Linked DNA regions of Mus musculus: all the other regions are linked to region 1. A link is a contact called in public promoter capture Hi-C data. All regions are on one chromosome and are shown on one strand. The core of a region is the stretch at or near the end of the contact, and the rest is flanking DNA. Distances in the headings are between cores, read along the strand shown. Region 1 holds the start of Gtf2e1 (general transcription factor II E, polypeptide 1 (alpha subunit)). Region 2 holds the start of Polq (polymerase (DNA directed), theta). Region 3 holds the start of Iqcb1 (IQ calmodulin-binding motif containing 1). Region 4 holds the start of Nr1i2 (nuclear receptor subfamily 1, group I, member 2). Region 5 overlaps Nr1i2 (nuclear receptor subfamily 1, group I, member 2).

The links. Promoter capture Hi-C pulls out the DNA fragments that hold promoters and counts their contacts.
Region 2: a contact with region 1 is called in a promoter capture Hi-C map of pre-B cells, with 3 times the contacts expected there. The contact joins the promoter of Polq here to the promoter of Gtf2e1 in region 1. A contact is called at or near these places in 9 of 39 promoter capture datasets (3T3-L1-derived adipocytes, the C10 cell line, embryonic stem cells and 5 more), 2 of 484 Hi-C or Micro-C datasets (CD4 T cells and nephron progenitors), 3 of 115 datasets of contacts at active chromatin or transcription factors (astrocytes, epiblast stem cells and memory CD8 T cells) and 2 of 9 other capture datasets (adipose tissue and liver).
Region 3: a promoter capture Hi-C map of stem cell-derived epiblast-like cells shows a contact between it and region 1, with 2.1 times the contacts expected there. The contact joins the promoter of Iqcb1 here to the promoter of Gtf2e1 in region 1. A contact is called at or near these places in 4 of 39 promoter capture datasets (hematopoietic stem and progenitor cells, pre-B cells, second pharyngeal arch cranial neural crest and 1 more), 2 of 484 Hi-C or Micro-C datasets (CD4 T cells and CD8 T cells) and 1 of 115 datasets of contacts at active chromatin or transcription factors (embryonic stem cells).
Region 4: a promoter capture Hi-C map of the SN4741 cell line shows a contact between it and region 1, with 2.4 times the contacts expected there. The contact joins the promoter of Nr1i2 here to the promoter of Gtf2e1 in region 1. A contact is called at or near these places in 8 of 39 promoter capture datasets (the 3T3-L1 cell line, 3T3-L1-derived adipocytes, the HPC-7 cell line and 4 more).
Region 5: a contact with region 1 is called in a promoter capture Hi-C map of the 3T3-L1 cell line, with 2.9 times the contacts expected there. The contact joins the enhancer-like site here to the promoter of Gtf2e1 in region 1. A contact is called at or near these places in 5 of 39 promoter capture datasets (the 3T3-L1 cell line, the C10 cell line, the HPC-7 cell line and 2 more).

What each region holds. Positions count from the first base shown.
Region 1 is chr16:37,538,400-37,542,563 of GRCm38.p6, forward strand. It overlaps Gtf2e1 (general transcription factor II E, polypeptide 1 (alpha subunit)), which reads right to left and starts at 1,390. Exons shown (of 5, transcript NM_028812.4): 1 at 1,254-1,390. It overlaps Rabl3 (RAB, member RAS oncogene family-like 3), which reads left to right and starts at 1,495. Exons shown (of 8, transcript NM_001042499.1): 1 at 1,495-1,561; 2 at 3,448-3,539. The coding sequence starts at 1,516.
Region 2 is chr16:37,009,661-37,014,139 of GRCm38.p6, forward strand. Polq (polymerase (DNA directed), theta) reads left to right here and starts at 2,126. Exons shown (of 30, transcript NM_029977.2): 1 at 2,126-2,399; 2 at 3,447-3,626. The coding sequence starts at 2,240.
Region 3 is chr16:36,826,219-36,830,270 of GRCm38.p6, forward strand. It overlaps Iqcb1 (IQ calmodulin-binding motif containing 1), which reads left to right and starts at 2,182. Exons shown (of 15, transcript NM_177128.4): 1 at 2,182-2,274; 2 at 2,786-2,855. It overlaps Eaf2 (ELL associated factor 2), which reads right to left and starts at 2,041. Exons shown (of 6, transcript NM_001113401.1): 1 at 1,833-2,041. The coding sequence starts at 1,938.
Region 4 is chr16:38,292,299-38,296,539 of GRCm38.p6, forward strand. It overlaps Nr1i2 (nuclear receptor subfamily 1, group I, member 2), which reads right to left and starts at 2,526. Exons shown (of 9, transcript NM_010936.3): 1 at 2,220-2,526.
Region 5 is chr16:38,247,408-38,251,941 of GRCm38.p6, forward strand. Nr1i2 (nuclear receptor subfamily 1, group I, member 2) reads right to left here. Exons shown (of 9, transcript NM_010936.3): 6 at 3,987-4,129; 7 at 3,721-3,837; 8 at 3,366-3,471; 9 at 942-1,982. The coding sequence ends at 1,838. Among named protein-coding and RNA genes, the nearest start is that of Nr1i2, 45 kb to the right of the region's middle. Within about 2 kb of position 1,409, at least 45 of the 459 cell types and tissues checked have an H3K27ac peak or open chromatin away from gene starts, as enhancers often do.

The DNA of each region.
Region 1 (4,164 bases), core at 140-2,639:
TTTTCAACAACTTTATGAATTGGTTGTCGACATTTAAAAATCTTGGGTGCCTATAAATCCCAACTGCCTACTCCTCTTGCAGATTGGAAGTAAATGGCCAAAGTCAGACCATGTTCCTATATTAGCTAGTCTCTATGGCAGGTGACACTTAAGTAACTTCTCTGTCTGTGGAGGCTTCTTGGTGTGGTAGCTAGTGGTCTTCATTTATCTTCTTCTCTTCACAGTAATCAGGCATCTCATCTCCCAACGTCACCTTACCCAGTCCAGACCTAGATTCTAGTTGTAAAAACTTTTAAGGACCACTGTGCCCCTGGTGTGGAACTGGGAGAATCAAAAGTTCAAACCACTCTGCTTTTTTAGCAAAGTCATCCTCATATCCACCCTCAGTCCTCAAAGCTAAGCCCAAACCTTTCTCCTACTGTAGTTAGGCTTTGGGTAATGTTTCCTGGCCTTCTCAAATCCCCAACAGTGGCATCCAACACTCTCCCTCGCATTTCCTCAGAATTTGTACAGTTTCTACTTCGAAGGCCTCTTGTTCATTAATGCTAGCGCCTAGCATATTCTACTGAGATACCTGAACTTTCAATACATCCTCTGGGCACGTGTTCTTGTAGCATATCCATCCTGCCAGCTTCCACACAAATCACTTGTTTCACACCTGCATCCCAATAATGAGCGCTATAAGCCATCTTTTTTTTTTCTTTTTAAATTTAACTTGTAATTGCTTTAAGCAAGGAGCTACTACATTAAACTTGTGATTTTTGAAAAAACTATGCTGGATGAAAAGGGATTTAAAAAAAAAACACAAAGTGGGTGCAGGAAGCCCTTTTAGTTAGACTATTTTTAAATACTACTTCCCAAGTTCTAGAAGAACGTGGATCCTACAGAGCCTCTACAGTTTTCTGTTACTGTATTTTACGAACTCTCCATTCCTTCGTCCTACGACGGAGACAGCTCCGGACCGAGGTGCCCTCCACCAGCTGTGTTCAGACATGTCCAGACCCCGAGACCCCACAGTCCCTCAGACGCGCCCAGGGGCTTCCCGGGCCACACTCGACGCCGCCAAGCCCGTCCTACCCGAGGTCGCACATGGGCCGCTCCGGGGCAATGGTTCTTTAGAAGACTAAGAAGAGGACCAAAGCAAGAGGTGGCCGAGGAGAGGGGACTAGACAAGGAAGGGGACGGATAGAAGAAACCATGAAATGCCACGCCAGGTCAGAAACCGGGAACAAGGACGGGAGAATGAGGTTTACCCAAGTGGATGCTCGAACACTCCCACTACAGCCGCCCTCAGCACCTCAACTACCGGCTTCAGCCAGCCCACGCCACTTGCGAGACAAGGACGAACGCCTAATTCCTGCGACCGGTTTGGAAACCGCCCGCTAATCCGCACCCCGAAGCTTTCGATCAGTCACGCTCTGACCGACCAATGAGATGATTTGCCCTGCCCACAAGCCCTGCGCTGATTGGTGAGAATCCAGGAACGGGCGTCAACCTCAAGGAAATCGTGGCAAGATGGCGTCCCTGGATCGGGTGAAGGTTCTGGTGTTGGGAGACTCAGGTGAGCCGCTTAACCCACGTCTGGGACTACCAACACGCCCGAGCTTCCCGACACCGCTCTCTCTTCGCTGTTTACCCCCCCAGCTGCCTAGCGCTTAGGTCGACAGCTGAAATTCCTTTCAAGACCTTAAAACTACACTTCCCAGAGGACTTTGCTCCTTTTGTCGACGTGGTGGCGTGGCGGGAGGTGGGGGGCGCGGAGTCTATGGGTGGAAAAGGGACTAGTTCCACTCACTATCACTCCTAGTGACCCTCTAGGAAAATTTTTGCTTCCTGTCCCCACAACCCTAGGTTCTGCTGGCCTAGAAGTTTTGGTTCCAGAGAGGGGAGAGCTCCTACCAGGAGCCACAAAAAACATTCCAGTTCTTCCACTGCAAGCTTTGTTGCTGGGGAGTGGGTGTGGGGTAAGACATGGTCTCACTAAGTAGTCCTGACTAACGTAGAACTAGCTATGTATATCAGGCTAGTCTAAAACTCACTATATAAACAAGGCAGGCCTAAAATGAAGAGATACACCTGCCTCTGCCACTGTATTAGTCAGGGTCCTCTAGAGTCACAGAACTTATGGGTAGTTTCTTATAGTAAGGGAATTTGTTGATGACCTACGGTCTGTAGCCCAACTCCCCAACAATGGTCAGCAGCAGCTGTGAATGGAAGTCCAAGGATCTAGCAGTTGCTCAGTCCCACAAGGCAAGCAAACGAAGAAGAATCTTCCTCCTTCCAATGTCCTTAAGTAGGTCTCCAGCAGAAGGTGTAGCCCAGATTAAAGGTGTAGGCCTCCCTGCCTGGTGCTGGGACTTGCTTTGTCCCAGATGACCTTGAACTCAGAGATCTCCTTGTCTTAGTCTCCTGGGATTCATAGCCACTATGCCTCAAGATCCAGGTCAGAAACTTGAATCTCCCAGCCACGAGATCAGGATCACAGTGAGCCCTCCAATTCTGGATTGTAGTTCATTCCAGATATAGTCCAGCTGACAACCAAGAATAGCCACTACAGCCGCCGACCTTCTTTAAGACAAGCTCTCCCCTTGGCCTGGAGCCCCTAGGCTAAGGCTGTCAGGCCAACAAACATCAGGGATTGCCTCTCTCTGCCTCCCCAGCACTGACATTAGAGACGTGTGCCTCTTTGCCTGGCTGCTGTGTGTCAGTTCTGTGAACACAACTCGGGTTCTCATGCTTGTAGGGCAAGCACTGAGCCCCATGCGGTTCTTTTGTTTGTTTTTAAGTACACTTTGTATATGATCACAATAACAACATGGTATAATAGAGAAAGTCATATGGCTGGCAATAGTGCTCTAAGGTGATGTTGTTGTTTGGTTTTTTTTTTTTTATACTTTCTCAGTTTTTGGTAATAGAGTTTTTATAATAAAAAGTAAATATTAATGATAGGTCTATATATAACATTGCACAACAAAGAGATTTCCCAAGTGTTTGATACAATTAACAACAGCCAGGTAAATGAATGAGTGACTCCACACCCGCAAATAAAAGACTCATAGCCATGAAAATAGAAGACTCATCTCTTTCCTCTCCACCTAGCTCTTGAAGAGGTGCCCTTTAGTGTTAATGAAAAGATTGCCTGAGCCCAATAGATCTAAAAGGGGGTGAAGCATTGCTTCAAAATTAATAGGCATGATGAAGGAAAGCAAGTGGAATTACCATCATCGTCATTCAGAGGATAAGTCTGGGACCATGTGGTTAGCTGCTTTTTTCAGACCTACATGTAGGCACCAAAGTCCTTTGAGTATGGTAGCATGGCATCATGGATCCTGTCACGGGAGGTATTCAAACAATTTGTTAGATGTTCCCTGGCTTGGAAGAGGTGGTATAAATGTCCCATTTAGGGTTCCATGTTCAGCTGACTAAAGAGACCTTGTATCTTTACAGGTGTTGGGAAATCTTCACTCGTCCATCTTCTGTGCCACAATCAAGTGTTAGGAAATCCGTCATGGACTGTGGGCTGCTCGGTGGATATCAGAGTGCGTGTTCTTGTTTAGTTTTTCCTTAGTCATACTAAGCATAAGTCCTTCAGATCCCGTGATTAATTTATAGGACTTAATTAAAATTAACACTAATAACTGGGATTGATTTAGCTCCCACTGTGTGTCAGTACTGTCATTCCTTGTTTCATCTTTCTTAAACTGTGAAATACAAACACAGAAACTCAGTCATAGAGGAGTAAATAACAACCAAATTCATTCAACTCGTGAGAAGCGAAAGTAACACGTGAGCCCAGTTGTCTGTTTGCACAGGCTTTTATTTTAAACACTAGATTTGGAGTGATAATGTTAATATCCTCCATAAATAATAAAGTTAGTATCTTCCATAAATAGTTCTGCCTAAAGCTGTAACTCTAAGACTGCAAATTTGGGCCTAGTCATACCATGTAAAGGAAAAAACTTCCAGAGCCTTGAGTAGACTGTCTGTTCTGTGTCACAGTTAGGTACTCGATAGAGTTTCCACTAAATTAAGTCATAATGTTTAATTCTGGGCAAGTCTGTCATCTGTTGGCACGTTTTCTTACCACTGAATTAAGAACAAGTACAGGGCCTTGTTAGAACAACTCACCAGGTCAACACCCTTGCTGTTGAGGCTAAGGACCCA
Region 2 (4,479 bases), core at 876-3,375, 530 kb before region 1:
TCTCGGCATTAGCTACAGAAAGATGTTTCTCTGCCAAAGTTGAGAATAAGATTAGTCTATGGGTCTAAGGATACATTTTTGATGGCAAAGTAACATGCCCATTTAGCAATTCAACACCAGTCGATTGCTTATTGGGGCCTACAACCTCCCGAAGTGTGGGTTTATGGCCAGGTATATGGTAGTGATATTTTTGAGAAGTAGCTTTGGGTTTAGTTTTGAAGACTTAAAAAATACTGGGAATAAATATTGAAGATTTGAATGCGTAGTTTAGGCTTGTGGCAGGACACAGACCATCCCTTTCAATGCTTCCCCAGTGGACTTTCTTATCTCCTCATGGTTCACATAATAAAGTAAGTTAGTATTCGATGGGCTAATCGTAAGAGACTTCTCTGGCTTATTCTTTCTTCATTACAGTCTTGAATTATTATTAGGGCTTGTTAAAATATGTAATGTAATTTTCTCTGAACAGAACTTATGTGGCAGCCCTGGTCTCAGCATTCTGTATACTCATCCACAGATAATAGACTCCTACTCTTCTCATATGATGTGGGAATACTGAGGGGTTATGCAAGATGCCCAAGATAGCACAGTCAATACATTCTAAACCCAGACCCAGACTGTGTAGGTCTACAGCTGGACTTTTAGTTTCCACTGAGACTATAAGTCAGGATTCCTTTGATAGTCCTCTGTTCCTAGGAATTTCTCCCTGAGCAGTAGTCACAATTTAAATTAATAATTAATTTAGTCAATGTTTGTACCAGTATCTTTCAGAGCAGGAAGCGTTCCACCCTGCATCACTGACACTGAGACTAGTGTACTGTTGATGCCCAATAATTTCCTAGTGAATAAATGCATAAAGGAAGGAAGCGTTTCTTTCATGGAGTAATGCCTCCCTCTGGTGGGATTTTAGAATATTGTTTAACCACTTCCTAAATTCACTCCCCACATCCTTCCCCCAAACCAATGGCCATAATTTCTTCAGGATAGGCTTGTCACCCACTTGTTGGCTTGGTGAGATGAACTGTGGAACTAGGCAAGTACCAGGCACCGATTTACGTCCAGAAGTTGGTCAAAGCACATCTATAACTAACTTCCTTGTTCAGAATGACCCCTCATGTGCTTTCAGAGCCTCCTCTTTCAACACCAAAGGGATCTATCCAGAATCTCCAGTTCTGATCATACAATCCTCAGGATATAACCGCAGAAATAATCCCTTCCCTATCAACTGCCAACACAGAAGTGCAGTTCTCAACTCAGAGGGAATAAGAAAATTTATTCTGGAACAAATATGAGTTACTATGGCCCCAGGGACAAATTTAAATTGTTCTATATACTGTTTTGTGGTAGCAGTTTTACAGAGTTTTTATATTTCCGAGCAAAGAGAGCTATAACTGAAGACGTTTAAAGATACATTGATGTTAATGGAAACTTCAGGTAGGTTAGATCCAGCAAATCAAGAGAAACTTCTGCTGTAAGGCTCAGATGCATATAACATGCTTAGCTTTTGGGTTGGTGGAAGCTACATTCCCAAATTCGTACATTCCCAAACGACTTACTTAATAGTCACAAGAACATGACAGAGTTGTGTGACCAAACAAGTGGCTATTTAAGGGGCCGAGATAACCCAAAATAATTGACACTGAACCAGTCTACAGCCTGGAATGTTTAACCCGGGCGTGTCCTCTACTCCACCCCCATCTGTTATTTTAATTCACGTATTTGACAAGAGGAAAACCGCACAAATTACGCTCTACCAAAAAACCCTACTTTTTTTTTTTTTTTTACACAATCTGAAGAAACAAAAAAGAAACAAACACAATACAATAGTAAAGAAGAGATACTTTCCTAATCTATTCACATAAGGGCAACTCATTAGCTTCCGATTCAAACCAGAAATAAGTAAAAACAGGAGGAATGTTTTTAGAACAATCTACGAATGCAGTCAGATGCTCCGTTCCTTTTAATGTCTCCAGCACTCTATCCCCTTTTCTATCCCCAGCCGCCAGCGGAGGCCGGAAGCCAGATATCAGCGCGGGCTGTTCCGTCCCTCACCACTCTATGGTAGTCGGGTTATTCTAGCCAGGAGAACTCTGTGGTTCCGGGGCGTGCTGGGAGGCCTGCATTTGAAGATGGAGGCGGGAAGATGGAGGCGGTAGCTGTCACTAGGTTGGGGTTCTCCCGCGCGGGAGGCCTATGGGACTGTGTCGTGTCCTGAACAGTCGAGAGGAGCTTGTTTGCAATGAGTCTTCCGCGCCGGAGTAGGAAACGGCGGCGTTCATCGTCCGGCTCCGACACGTTCTCGGGAGATGGTGATAGCTTTGTTAGCCCTCAGCTCCGGTGTGGACCGGTGCTGAGTCCACCTCCGGGGCTGGGACGCGGCCGGAGGCTCACAGGGACAGGTACTCGACCCGCGGGGCCGACGCGGCCGAGGGCAGCAGGGGTTGAGATGGGCTGCGAGAGTATCAGGGCCATGCACTCCCGCACCGGAGCTGGATAGCTGGAGGCAGGGCTGCTATCCAGTACCCGGCCTGGGACTCAACCCTGGGGATGGCTTCCCTCTTGGCCAGCATGCACAGCTGATGGTGTTTTAGTCCACCACTGCCCCAGTAGATATGGGCGTTCTTTGGTTTTTGGGTCTTTACACCTTCCCAGAAACAACTTCCAAGTTGGCCAGATCCTGTCACCATGTCGAGGGTTTGCTTAGGATAAATGTCCAGTGGTACAACTTCATATATATAAGTACCAAATTTCTGGGTGTGGTGTAGGATGCAGGCTCTTTGGACTGCAAAGAGCAAAGCTGGAAGGCACATGTTGTCTTAGAACCTTAACCCAGTTCTTGTTTGCTTTTTTGAGATAAGGGCTTGCTCTAGGTCAGGCTGGGTGCTGTCTCGATCTCGGACCAAGGGTGTTTATCCGTAAATGTTGGGATTATAGGCCTACACCAGTGCATTTCATAATTCTTTGCCCTTGGTTATGCAGATACCTCAGTACTAAATCGTAAAGAGAAACTCATCTAACAGCTTTGTAATGCTTAATCACCCTTCTACCTCCACATCTGTACAAACTTTTTATTCAGTGTGTATAGCACACTTTTTGGTTTTTTCGAGACAGGGTTTCTCAGTATAGCCTGGCTGTCCTGGAACTCAACTTTGTAGACCAGGCTGGCCTTGAACTCAGAAATCCATCTGCCTCTGCCTCCCAAGTGCTAGGATTAAAGGCTTGTGCCACCACCGCCCAGCTATAGCACACTTTTGTTTGTGGCTCTTAAGAGTTTTCAAATTTTCATCTAGTAAATAAAAAATTGCTAGCATTTTTCTGTATAGGATCAGTTTCTTAATAGGTCTCTAGAAGTGAAGATGTGTTTTAAGTTTGGTAGGAATTCAAACAGGTTTAACTACTAAACTTGTATGTTGGAGGTAATTAAATTGTTTTTGTTTTTCTGAAAGGAACAAACAAGCGAAGAGTTTCTGATGACCAGATAGACCAGCTGCTGTTGGCAAATTGGGGACTTCCTAAAGCAGTTCTGGAGAAATACCATAGTTTTGGTGTAAGAAAGATGTTCGAATGGCAGGCAGAATGCCTTTTGCTTGGTCACGTCTTGGAAGGAAAGAATCTAGTTTATTCAGGTATTCAAATTTATGTAAACTCCTTTCACTAAAATTATCAGTGTGAACAATTCTCTTTTGGGTTGGTTACATTTTTTAAACAGGAGGAATGTCATCATTTGCATCCTGACATCATGAAAGTTCTGTTGTGTGGTAGAGGAGGGAAACAAGGACATTTGCAACGTATGTAGGAAAAATTCTGCTTGTTTAATTTAACGTATGTCTCAGTGAGTCTGAGTCTGTAATGCTTAACGTATGTCTGAGTGAGTCTGTAAGAGATGCCAGCCTGCTCTTTCCTCATTTGATCTCAGTTGCTTTTAACTTTTGTATTCATAACTGAGGTGATTGTGCAGGGTCATACTTACAAAACAATATGTCGTATACTTTATAAGGTTTACATGGGTTTTCAAGAGCAACTCTGATATGAACAATTTTTAACCTATGTTTACTGAAGTGACTTAAGGATCAAATATAAGATACAGTTCCTTTGTGCCAGTTTCCTCTGAAGTTCTGAGCCATTCAGATGTTTTTTATAAGGCTATGAAAAAGAACCACAGTAACAACTAGGTAGATATAAGTTCAGAATGATTGGGTTTGGGAACTCTATCATTTACTGGCTGCTTGGATTTGTAAATTGGAGGGAGAGTGGAGGAGGGGGATGCTAACTGACTTGGTACTGCTGAGGGTTAATTATAAAAGCTTTGAACAGTTTGGTATACACAATTCCTAAGTGTTTAAAGTGTGGCATTAAGCAGCAGCGTCAGCCGGTTGCTGACTGGAGGAATGGGCTAGGCATTTCAGTTTCTTAACTCACAACGTTGGCCAGCAACTCACACAATGAAGATGTTTTTACCTTAGATATATATTGGATCTG
Region 3 (4,052 bases), core at 932-3,431, 710 kb before region 1:
GCTGTAATTAATCCTGTAAAGAACCCATAAATAAAAGTCTTAGGAACACCTGCAAGGCACTTTTCAAAAGCTGTATTTCATTCATTTAATTTTGGATTTGCATCTGTAGGAAGAGAATGCATATCTAAGCTGTAAAATATATATACATCGAGGGACTGGAGAGATGTTTCAGAAGTTAAGAGCACCACTGGCTGTTCTTACAGAGAACTTGGGTCCTTCTCAGCACCAGCATCAGGTCACTGATAGCCACGGTTAACTCCACTTACAAGGGACTTGAGGCTCTCTTGCGGTCTCTGAGGGCACTGCATAATATGATGTGCATATATAGACTCAGGCCCACACATACACATAAAAAAAATAAACATATCTATCACTAAATAACTTTTTTGTAACTTTAAACTTTGTACTGAAAAACAAAAGATCACTGCATGCCTGAGAAGAAGGAAGAGGAAAAGGACATAGTACTTGGGAAAGGGGCATTGAGAGGTCAGTTAAGAACAGTACCTTGCTTTTGGAAAGGGGAGAGACAGAGAGACAGAGAGAGAGAGGGGGAGGGAGGGGAGGGAGGGAGGGAGGGAGGGAGGGAGGGAGAGAAGGAGAGAGGGAGAGAGAGAGAGAGGGAGAGAGAGAGGGAGGGAGAGAGGGAGAGAGACTATGGCTGCACAACACTCACTGATTCATTGTGGGGAACTCTGGATGGTAACCCAGAGCAAAATAAACAAGGAGCACTACTGAAGTTCTGTTGGTAAACTTCTCCCATTTATTCCACCAAAACATGATATTTTTGCTTAATGCAGCCTTTTTATAAAGCTTAAATATAATCAATGGAAGGTTAAACCCATTGGTTCTTCCTACATTTACTCTGAGTTATTATAGATGAATTGTCTACAACTTAAACTTTGAAGACTGAGTTTTAAATGAGTGTTTTTCAGAATATAAACCTTGTAAGGAAAAGGACAGAATGGTGGAGAATGTAGGACAAGCAGACAGTAAAGAAGAGCTGGGCTGCAAAAGAGATGTGAAAAAAAATCTACAATTTCACACACACACACACACACACACACACAGAGGTCACAACTCAGTGACCTTTCCCTTATGCGCTAGAATTCTGTGGCCTATTATGCAAAAAAGAAGTTTTACATACAAAATTAAGTTATATTTTTCGTGCTGGCATCTCATTTAATTACTAAAACGAAAAGGCTCATTATAACCTCTTTTTCAACAATATTAGAGATAACCTATTAAAATAGATCCCAGAGAACAAAACACCAAAGGGTAGAAATCATTAGGAGGTAGATTTTTAAAGTAAAGAAACTAGATAAAAAAATCTTTCAATTTTTGATAATCAGTAATTACTTAGTTGACCATGAAATCTGAGATGGAAAGAGATACAAACGATTGAGACAGCTGACAATCTCTTCCCAAGAACAAACTAAATGGGAACCCTCATCAGCCAGAATGGGGAAGAAATGTCCTTGTGGCCTCTCCACATCACTTTTGCCCTGCATTCGGTCCTTTGTTCCATCTGTCTGTCACCTTTTCAAACTCTGCACCATCCACTTGTCACGCTAGTCTCCACAGCCACCCGTGCAGATCGTCCCACAAAACTTCCTCTCAGGTCTGTCAGTCTCACTTAAACCCTTCCAGGGTTCTCCTACACTGTGGGACGCCAGGTGCCTGCACAGAGGCTGGCAACTGGGTAGTGGATCACTGTGCCATCTGGTCTCCCGGGGAGCAAAGAGCGGCGGGGACAGAATTACAGAATCCGGAGGAGTCTGTCTCCATACCACCCTCCCATCCCAGAAGGAACCCGGGGTACAGTCTGCACTCACAGCGCACGGTGTGGAAGGCACAGCGCGGCTGCTTCTCGAAACTTTCGCCTAGCTTGAGAACCCGCTCGCGACGGTCCAGGTATGCAAGTCCCGCTGGTCCACTCATCCTCGTCCCCTGCCTCCCGCTTTTGGCCTTCGCCGTCCCCTGCCACAGCCTCTGGAACAGCTGCACTGGCTGCGAGCTTGAGTTCGGTGCCCGGGACCAGCTCCTTTCACCTCCAGACGCGTGCGGCCGCCCCTTGGAGCGCCCCGAGTCTTGATTGGCTGTCTGGAGACACCTGCCCCGCCCCTCGCCCCAGGGCCCCGCCCCGCCCCTGGCCACCATCCCCGCCCCTAGCCCCCTTCCCGCGTCGCGACGCACACAGCTCGGCGGAGACCGCCTCGCTGAGGTACGCTGTGCGGGTCGGGCCCTGAGGTGGACGGACGCGGGGAAAGAGATGAGGTAACAGACCCGAGATGGCGGCTGGGATGGAGGAAAGGCCCTAGGGGGGCGGGGAAGCTAGGACGCCAGACACCCAGGGCAGAACTGCCTGGCGGGGCCTGGTAACGGGAGCGTGGGCCTCCTCCGCGCCGGGCCCGCAGGTTTGGTGTGGAAACGGACGCCTGACGAGAGGTGGCGGCCGGGCCCAGGCCTGGGGCCTCCTGAGGCCTAGCTGCTCTGAGGCGGGTCTGGAACCCCAGCCGCGCCCCCTCAGGTGATGTGACCAGACTGGAAACCTCTGGAAGCCGCGCAGTTACCTTTAAGGGCCGTTCATTTATTTATTTTTTCTTCTTTCTTTCTTTCTTATTTATTTATTTATTTATTTATTATTTTTTAATTAGCCCTTTAAAAACACAGGCTTTTCCCGCCGGGGTTAGGACCTGAGGAGGGGGCGTTTCCGGAGGCGACGGAGAAGCCTAGGGTTAGGGGTAACTGACTGCTGTACGTTTGTTTCTGGCATTTGTTTCTGTAGTGATTCCTGGAAGCACTGAAGAGCGCGGCCTTGGGACTCTTGATTTCTCAGAGATCAGTCTAGCAGTAGGGTAAGAGCGTCAATTGATTGATAATTGCCTTCACACACACACACACACACACCCCACCTCACAGAAGTGTTATGAAGTAGGAGAAAGCGTGCTTTGTATTGGAGGATTATTCAGAGAAAGTCTACAGTGAGCCCCCTCAGGTGATTCTTCAGGTTAATTGTGGCATCAGACTATGCTTTCAGCACTTCTACCTTAAATAGGTTTGTCAATTTATTTTTTTCAGATGGATGAGGGATTATTTTTTGCCTTCTACCCTTTAAAGATACAAGGAGAGATTGTTCAATGTATTTATGCACGAAGGTTCTGAAGCCAGAATCTCTGGGCTTGTACGTCAGCTTCATACTCTCAATGTGATTTTTGTGCAAGCAAATCAAACAAATGTGTTTATCATTAGAATTGGGGAAATAATAATAGCTATGTAAAAAATAATGCCATTCCTTAGAATTGTTGAGGTGGTTAAATGAGTTAATACATGCTCTCTAAATAATTATTTTGGGTTCAGCAATACTTTCATATTTTTAGACTTAATCATTGCTGAATGCCTTATAAATTTTGAAGTCTAGGGACAAGGGATGGCTATTATGTTCATAGATGAAAACACTGGTTTAGAGAAACCCAGGTGGTTGATTTTGTGGCCATCTAATGTCAAGAGGGATTTGTTCAGTGGCACAAGTGAGTGGATGTATACTTTCACATTGATTTTATTACCATATTGTATAAAGTAATTTGCAATCAGAATGGCCACCAGTGAAGGGAATGTTTAAGCATATTTTGATGAATTCTTACAAAGAACAGGATAATGTAGACACCGGAAAGAGTAAGACAACATGCATTCTCTTGGAAAGTTTTACATCTTCTACATGCTAGGAATGTTATTGGGCTTTCTTTAAAATAGTTTCAGTGGATTTGTCTATTAATGATTTATATTTTACTCAAGAAGAGGGTCTCACTATAGTTCTGGTTGTCTTGAAACTCACTATATAGAGGTCCGTCTTGAACTCACAGAGATCCACCTGCCTCTGTTTCCCAAGTGCTGAGATTTAAAGGCATGTGCCACTATGTCCAGCTAAGTTTTATTTTTCTTAACTGCACATTTAAGATGATTATGGTAACTATTTCATAACCCCATTGAAAGGATAAAATAATGCATTAAAACCCATTTAGCACAGTTCTTCATAATAAATATGTTTATTAATT
Region 4 (4,241 bases), core at 1,276-3,775, 760 kb after region 1:
TTCATCCCATATGCAGTTACCAAACCCAGACACTGGTGTGGATGCCAAGAAGTGCATGCTGAAAGGAGCCTGATGTGGCTGTCTCCTGAGAGGCCCTGCCAGAGCCTTACAAATACAGAGGTGGATGTTCACAGCCAACCACTGGACTGAGTGCAGGGTCCCCAATAGAGGAGTTAGAGAAAGGACTGAAGGAGTTGAAGGGGTTTGCAACACCATAAGATGAACAGCAATATCAAAAACCAGAATTCCCAGGGCTCCCAGGGACTAAGCTAACAACAAAGGCCCCAGCTGCATATATAACAGAGGACGGCCTTGTCAGGCATCAGTGAGAGGAGAGGTCCTTGGTCCTATGAAGGCTCGATAGATGCCCTAGTGTAGGGGAATCGAGGGTGGGGAGGTGGGAGTGGGTGGGTGGGGAGGTGGGAGTGGGTGGGTGGGGAGGTGGAGGAACACCCTCATAGAAGCAGGGGGAGGGAGAATGGGATAGGGTGTTTCCAGGAGGGAGGGAAACCGGGAAAGGGGATAATATTTGAAATGTAAATAAAGAAAATATCCAATTTTAAAAAGAAGAAAGAAACAAAGGTTGTAAGAAGCAGAAGTAGTGAACATGTACAGGGAAGTCATCAAGCGTGAAGACCTAAGCTCCTTCCCTGGAACCCACATGGTGGAAGGAGAGGATGGACTTCTGCCATTTATCCTCCGACCTCCCACACGCATGCCATGGCAGGTATGCTCGCACATACATACACACTGAATAGATGCTTGTAACAAAAACTTTAAAAATAAACACTTAAATCCTAAAGCAGTTAAACAGGGCAAGGTTCTATGTGGATGGGGAAGATCTCTAAGTCCTGCACGGTGGAAAAATCACATGGCAGTTGGGTTGGTTTGTACGTGAACACAGACATAGATGCAAAGACTGTGGTCTGGTATACACACACCATGCCAGTTGCTTTGGTGGGAGACAGGGACTAGGAGAAGCAGTTAGCTGTATTTACACTGCATTTTACTGAGCATGCAATCAGTCATGAGTCGCTTGACAGTTTAAACAGTGGCCACCTACAAAACCAGTCTAATTGGCTTTGCAGTGGTCGACTGTGTTTATTTCCCAGTCATTTAGCATCAGGCAGATTGCCTGTAGACGAGTCGGCGACATCTTCTATGTAGAACCATTTGCTTCCGCTGTTATGGGGCAAAACCAGCCTCACGACTTTGTGTTTTAGTACGACTTTATTGATTAAAAAAAAAAATAGCTGATGGGCCAGATTTGGCCCATGAGCTATAACTTGGTGATCCCAGTTTAGATTACATTTATTATATAAATAAAGCATTTTTAAGCAAGTATTTTTGTGTATTCAAAAAAGTCTATTAATGAACAGGGTAAGCCAGGCTTCAGAGGCCTTACTTGGAATACTTTAGACTCTGGCCAAGTCATTAGAGACCAAGGATTCCTCTCAGTGTAGATAATTCAGCCACTTTTCATCTGTGTGGTGGTCCTTTGCCTTCCCGGCAGCAATGAAAAACAGTCATGCACGTGCAAGGGACAATGCCACACCTGAAGCACAGAGGGAAGGTTTGGTGGCCTTGAAGGCATCTCCTAAGGTAGCTCCTGGATGTGGAGGAGCCTTAAAGCCATGTCTCTAGCCTGCGCCTCGGGCTGTTGTATGGAGCAGAGATGGGACCTAGGGTACTGAACATAACGGGAATGACTCTGACAAACAGAGTCTAAAGCCGACCACTGTACACGGATATAGTGTGTACTGAGACACCGCTAATGAGAATGTGAGGCCTCGTGACCATCCTGCCGCTGTCTATGTCCCCGGGGGCTGCCAGCACTAACCTGACAAGCTCTGGGAGCCAGTGCTAATAGTTCCTGATTCTCATGGTCTTCAGCAGCGGTGTTTCCTAGGTCAGGGACTCCAACCCTGTCACAGAAGGGGCTCGGCTGCCTATCTAATGCCCGATGTCACATACACAAGGCTTCTGTTGTGATGCTTCCTGGCAACACAAGTGTAGGCCAGGTAGCAGAGCACCTTGGCTCCACAACTGTCTTCATGCTTTGTTTGACCCAGGAAGGAGAAGAGGAGAGAAAAAGGTGTCATTGTCCTCCATACTCCTTCACATTGCTGACCTCCGACCTCATTTGTATCCCCCTCAGCCTTCTGTTCAGAGGCAGAGGGCATCTGACTCTTAGAAAGAGAAAGAAGGAAAGATCATACCTGTCTGGGGGCCACTGCTTTTGTTGGATTTCCCCCTTGGGGTCCACCTTGAAGAATCAGGAACGATGGTTCTGCCCAGAGCTCAGCACACCTGCCGTGGCTACCTGGCTGCACATGGAGATCTCAGCTTAAGTCCTCAGTGTTTCCTATGAGCCAAGGTCAGGCCCCTAGGGAGAGGCTGACCATCCAAGTAGACAAAAGAGCAGTATCTATCCCCGATTCTCACCCTCAGCTAACCTTAGGCTATGTTGTCCACAGGCATAGGAACCATACTTGTTCTTGCCCACAGTACACCCCAGGTCCAATGTAGTAAGGGGCCCCAGTTGGCACTCCCAAGTCCCAAGTCCAGCACCCGAGCTAGCAATGACCAGATTACCGTATTTACTCTTGTTATATCCCCTTCCTATTTTTTTCATAGTTGTCTTCACTGTAAAACATGTAAGGGAGGGGAAGTGTGTTTTAAGTGTTTGCTCTAAGTAATTCTGGGCCAATGTTTGCCTCTCTGAGGGTGATTTTGCCTCTAGAGGTAAAGTGCCTTTGAATCTATAGCTCCTAACACTTTTTTTCCCTAAGTTAATTTCCTGGACAGAAGCAGTTTACGTGAAAGTAAGGAAAAGGCCACACACATGACACTGGCTTGTTGATATGAGAGAGAGGGAGGAAATAGCTTCGAGACAGGTATGACCTTGCAGTTCCAACCACAGGACAGAAAGCTGGCTGGGACTACCAGGAACTGTCTGAGAGTTTTCTCTTCTCTCGGACCCTTCTAGAAGCTTCCTGTCTAGTGGGCTCTGGGGTAGCAGGACATCATCGGGGTGTCCTTGGCCCTGGGGGCTTGCATATCTGGGAAGCCTGACAAGGGACACTTATTTCCACGAGTGGAAGCAGGTCTTTTTTTTTTCTGTACTGAGATGAATGGGCAGGATTCCAGAATGGGCAGGGCACCTCACCAGAAGTCCTGGGGTCACGGGTAAATTATTACAGCTTTTATCATCTCTCGGGGCTCTTCTGGCATACAAAGGTCTCTATTCACCTCTCCTATAAAAATGGCAAGTTATTTACAGCAGAAACAGGGAATCCAGGACAAATGAGGAACTTCCCAAAGGAGAGAAATGCTCTTCGGTTCCTGAGGGATTGTCTGGTCTCTCTTCCTCTGCAGATGCTGTCCTGAGCTCTAGGTGGCATAAGAAGACTGCAGGGCTGCCAGGCATCAACATTTATCTGGGTAGGGCTTTATTTGGAAGCCAGTTTAAACACCCAGTTTGTGGTAGTTACTAAGAACCCCAGACTGGAGGCCCAGAGAGGACCTGAGTCACTCCCACGCATGGCTGGAAAGGAGGAGAAACTGGAGTCCTGACCTCTGCTCAAACTTTCTTCCCCTGCAACCAGCACTAGGAGCTCCTGAACCATCCACCAGAGGCAAGCCTAGGCAGTCAGCGTCCTTGGTCAATTTTATAAAAACATAAACAAAACCATAAATTAAAAAAAAAAAAGAAAAGAAAAAGGAAAACTCAGATAGCCAACTAAATTCATGACACACTAATGGTGCAAGTTCAGGTGAAGCCAAAGGAAGGGAGCAGGGTGGTCCAAGGACCTCCAGGGCACAGAGGTGCCATGGGGTAGACTCAGAGGGGTGATCTCCTCTTTGGTTTTTATTTTTGTTCTGTTGTGGTGGTTGTTTGGGGGGGACATATGCCCTACTTTTCTTTCTGTTCCTGTGATAAATACCATGATCAAAAGCAACTTAGGGGCCGGGTGTGGTGGCACACGCCTTTAATCCTAGCACTCGGGAGGCAGAGGCAGGCGGATTTCTGAGTTCGAGGCCAGCCTGGTCTACAAATGAGTTCCAGGACAGCCAGAGCTACACAGAGAAACCCTGTCCCGAAAAACCAAAAAAAAAAAAAAAAAAAAAAAAAAAAAGCAACTTAGGGGAGGGAAGGTTTATTTAACTTGCTCTTCCAGGACACCATCCATCATTGAGGGAAATCAAATCAGAACTCCAGCAAGGCAAGAACTTGAGGC
Region 5 (4,534 bases), core at 159-2,658, 710 kb after region 1:
TGGCCTGCGTGTAAGATGGCTAGAGTTAAGGAATTACCTGTGGGCTAAAGTTCTGTTACTTTTAGCTTCCTTTGCAACCAAACATTACATACTTAAACTTCAGTTACTGCATTTTACATTACATGTATATATCTTTACACAAAAGCAAGTGATTACTGCATTTTTACGTTCTACCAGCACATTGTCAGATTTGTAAAAGGTGGCACTGAAATTAGTAAATGACTCTGTGTGTGTGTGTGTGTGTGTGTGTGTGTGAGAGAGAGAGAGAGAGAGAGAGATTTCGTTTGGTTTTGGGGATGGAAGAGAAGAGCTTTGGTTGGTTGGTTGGTTGGTTGGTTGGTTGGTTGGTTGGTTGGTTGGTTGGTTTGCTGAGACAGGATCTCACTGTTTGGACTGTTCTGAGGGCTGTGCTCTTACCCCAGCCTCACCTGGCTCTGTTTTTATTTCTATTTTCTCATTCTCATATTTTTTTCCTTCCCCGGGGATCGAGGGAGGAATCAGGGTTGGAGCGATGACTCCTAAGAGCATTTGTTGCTTTTCTGGAGGACCAGAGTTCAGTTCTGAGCATCCAGATCGGCTGGCTCATAACCACCTGTAACTACTACAGCTCTGGGGGATGCAGTGTCCTCTTCTGACCTCCTCAGCCACCCACATGTGGACACACAGACACATGCAAAAATAAAATAAATATTTTTTTCAAACGTTTTCTATCTCTACCAAAAATGTCCTTACTGAAGTCCTCTTGTCTTGATTAAACCTGGAGACATCCTTACTAATTTCTTAAGTGTGGAACATTCATGTGAAATTAAGGTGTAACTTGTGAAAAGGCACAAACAATCCTACAAACTATTATTAAAAAAAAAAAAAAAAAGAGGCAGATACTGCCATACACTCAGGCTCTGAGGACCAGGGGTATGTGGGAGTTTGCCGTACACAGGTAATTGTGCTATTATACATTTATTGTATGTCACTGTAGCTTTGCTGTAAGTCACAGCCTTGGGAGCAAGCCAGCTGGTCAGAAGTGGGTGCAGACCGACCCCCACCAAGTCATGAACAGGTCCCCACCGCCATAGTTCTCATCCCCTCCTCCACACGTTCCTGGAATGTGGGAACCTTTCCTTGGCTTCCAGTGACCCACAGAACCCCAGTGCAGCTCAGACCCCACACCAAGTTCCTTGGCTGTATATCACATGCCGTTTCTTTGGCTCCACATGAATTGTTTAAGAAGGTTTTACAAGCTATTAACAGCCATTTCAGCTTGGTCTTCTTAAAGTCTGAGGTCGGGATCTACATCTGAGTTCGTGCTGTAACCCTATCCCCCTCCCCCCCCCCCTCCCCGACACACACCCACACAGCTGGTCACATTGTTAGTGACTAACAATGTGTTTGGGCAGATGCAGGAAGTTGACTGATTTGTCCAGAACACGGTCAGGACAAGCTGCTAGCCTTCAGCAATGATACTTGTGAACCTGAAGATCAGCTCGCGTCTGGAACACAGAAGCAGCTCGAGAAGAAGCCTGGGGCTGGGAATGTGTGGGGCACGGGGGTACAACTGTTACAGGGTTCGACCTGCTCCCTCCTCTCCCACCTAACACCTGAGAATTTAGCGGGATTTGGAAGTTTATTCCCAACCACAAAGATTGTCTTAACTCATAGGCCAGCACTTCCCACAGGCTGAACTTGGGGGCTCCCATGTCTTTTTCCTGAGAAATGCTAACCAGCTGCAGTCAGAGGGCGTTGTTGGCTATCAGTATGTCCATCTGTCTAGCCCTAGAAGTGGCAATTCAGAATGTCTGGGTCTAGCTGCCCCATGAGATCTCCACTCAGGGGCAGCCACTCAGCCATCTGTGCTGCTAAATAACTCTTGCATGAGTGGGGTGGCAAAGGGGTGCGAGTCTTGGATGCGCAGCAACTGCTGGGTTTGCTGGGCGTTGATGCTTCGCAGCTCAGTGAGGACGGCCATGATCTTCAGGAACAGGAACCTGTAGGCAGCCAGAGAAGAAGTTGGGATATCAGGCCACCACCTCGCCATCCTACCAGACTGACCCTGTTCTGAGAGTGCACAAGTTCAAGCTCAGAACAGCCCAGTGAGGATGTTTGGAATTCCTTCAGCCTATACATAAGAAGGCAAAACAGCCTGCTGCTGTTTAAGGTCGAAGCTGTTACCTGCCTCCTCCTTCCCCACCCACCCATCGACTTGAGTCCCTGGACACAGAGACCCTGGGAGAAAAATTCATACCTTGCAGGTTAACTTAAAGGCGAGGGGAGTCATCATCTTGGTTAAGGTCTTTAAAGGGTAGTCACTACAGCTAGGACCTCCAAGCTGGAGTCCTTTCCTCCTCCCTTCCCCCTCATTTATCTCTCTTCTTCTTCTTCTTCTTCTTCTTCTTCTTCTTCTTCTTCTTCTTCTTCTTCTTCTTCTCAATCCTCCATCTCAGTCCCTCTCTCAATTCCTTTCAATCCCCCTCTCTCTATCCCTCTCAATCTCTCAATCCCCCTCTCTCTATTCCTTTCTCTCTCAATCTCTTTCTTTCAATCTCTCTCTCTCAATCCCTTTCTCTCAATATCTCTCTCTCCCCCTCTCCTATCTTCTCTCTCCTCTCTCACACATAGTTACTTTAGTTTCCCCATGATAAGTAAGGAAGCTAGCACCCCAAGCCTCCTTACAGGAAGTAATTGAATGAAAGACCCTCAAATGGCCTTAATCTTCAAAGCCTGGGGCTTGTTTTACTCAAGTTTGTTGCTGTCTTTGTGCCTGCTGGCATGAGGCTGGGCAATGGAATACAGGAATCTAAGGATTGGTGACAGCATGGGAGCTCTTATGTGTGCCAAGCTGCAAGCAGGTTGTTTTGAGTGACAAGCTCAAGCTTTGACAAACTTCTAGCTGCCAAGCTCCACAGGACCACCCTGTGGAGTCCTGGGCATTGACTTGTCTCCCTTTGCAATGGTACCTACCTCAGGAGAGGGTTTTGAAGGTTATAGGTTATGTATAATATACATAAGCTGCTTGGCCCCAGAGTTGACACTTCCCAATCAATAGTAGCTGTTATAGACACACCACCATTATGAATGGTATCACTATTTTTACTGTCATTGTGCTTGCTACTGGCCTTTGTTAGAAGACCCTATAGAGAAGACAGTAGAACCAGGCTCTTCCCACATCCTGATGACAGAAATGTAGAAAGCCTTGCGTAGACAAGGCTATCCCTCAGCTAAGCTCAGGCCGGAAGTCTTAGTCATACAACGGTCCCAGAGTCTTAGTCATCAGAAGCTGCCTCAGGCATGGCACACTCTTGAAGATCAGGCCAAAAGATAAGGGGACAGGAAGGACCACCTCATAGCTGCCTCTCCTGGCTCATCCTCACCTGTGAGCAGGATATGGCCGACTACACTCAATGTAGGCCTTCAGGGTGAGGGCAAACCTCTCCTGCAGTTGGTCTACCACGCTGCGCTGGACCACACCAGGACGATCTGTGGGGGCAGAAAAGGCATTGTAGTTCCAGCAGGTCGGAGCGGAGCAAAGGAAAGTTCAGTCCAGCCCAGGAGGAAAGAACTTCTGGCCAACCACCTCACCAAAGGAGAGAAACAGACTCTGCAGTCTGCCTGTGTAGTGGAAAGCAAGGCCAATGACTGAGACCTTCCCTGGGGCGGACAGAAAAGGGGGCTGCTGCCTCCTAACAGATCACCGGAGATATCCAGCAGCTGGGGGAAAGCCATCACCTGGGGAGAAGAGGGAGATGGCCTGCATCAGCACATACTCCTCCTTATGCAGCTGTAGCTTCTTCAGCATGCAGTGGAATTTCATCAATGGATCCAACAGAAGTTTCTGGAAGCCACCTGTGGGGTGAGTATAGGGTAGACAGCCAGAACCTCAGGAACCTGACCCAAGAACCCAGGCGTCCCTTACCGAACTCTTTCCCTCCATCCCCCAATCTCTCTCTCTTGGCTATCATCTCCCTCCCTCTGCCAGGCATCTCTTTGGGCACCATTAGGGTCTTCGAAGCAGTAAGCCAGCCGGCCGCACTCCCAGGTTCCCGTTTCCGTGTCGAACATCGTGTTGAACCTCAGGATGCACATCTCAAAAGTGGCCCCCTTCAGCAGGGAGATCTGGTCCTCAATAGGCAGGTCCCTGGCAGCAAGGACAGGAGGGGTTGACAGCCCCTAGGTAGGGTTGACAGCCCCTAGGTAGGCTGCCCAGAGGCTGGCAACAGTCCCTAGCTCATAAGCCAAAAATTGGAGGACAGAAGAGATGGGGCAGCCTCCTTCTGAGGATGCAGTTCCTTCCAGGCCATCCCCAGTTTCTCCCCCTCATAATCCAAGCCATCAGGTTACTTTGCCCACCAAGATCTTCTCTCCCACTACCTCCGGGACTTCTTCATTCTTCCTTAGCTTTGTGGAGACCCCTTACAGCCTGGGCACCCATCTCTTCTGACACCCTACACAGCCTCTAACCAACACTTAATGTCTTGGTTCTCCCTTGTTAGCCTCATAAGCCTATCTGGAATGATTGCCCCTTGAAGTAAACCCTGATGAG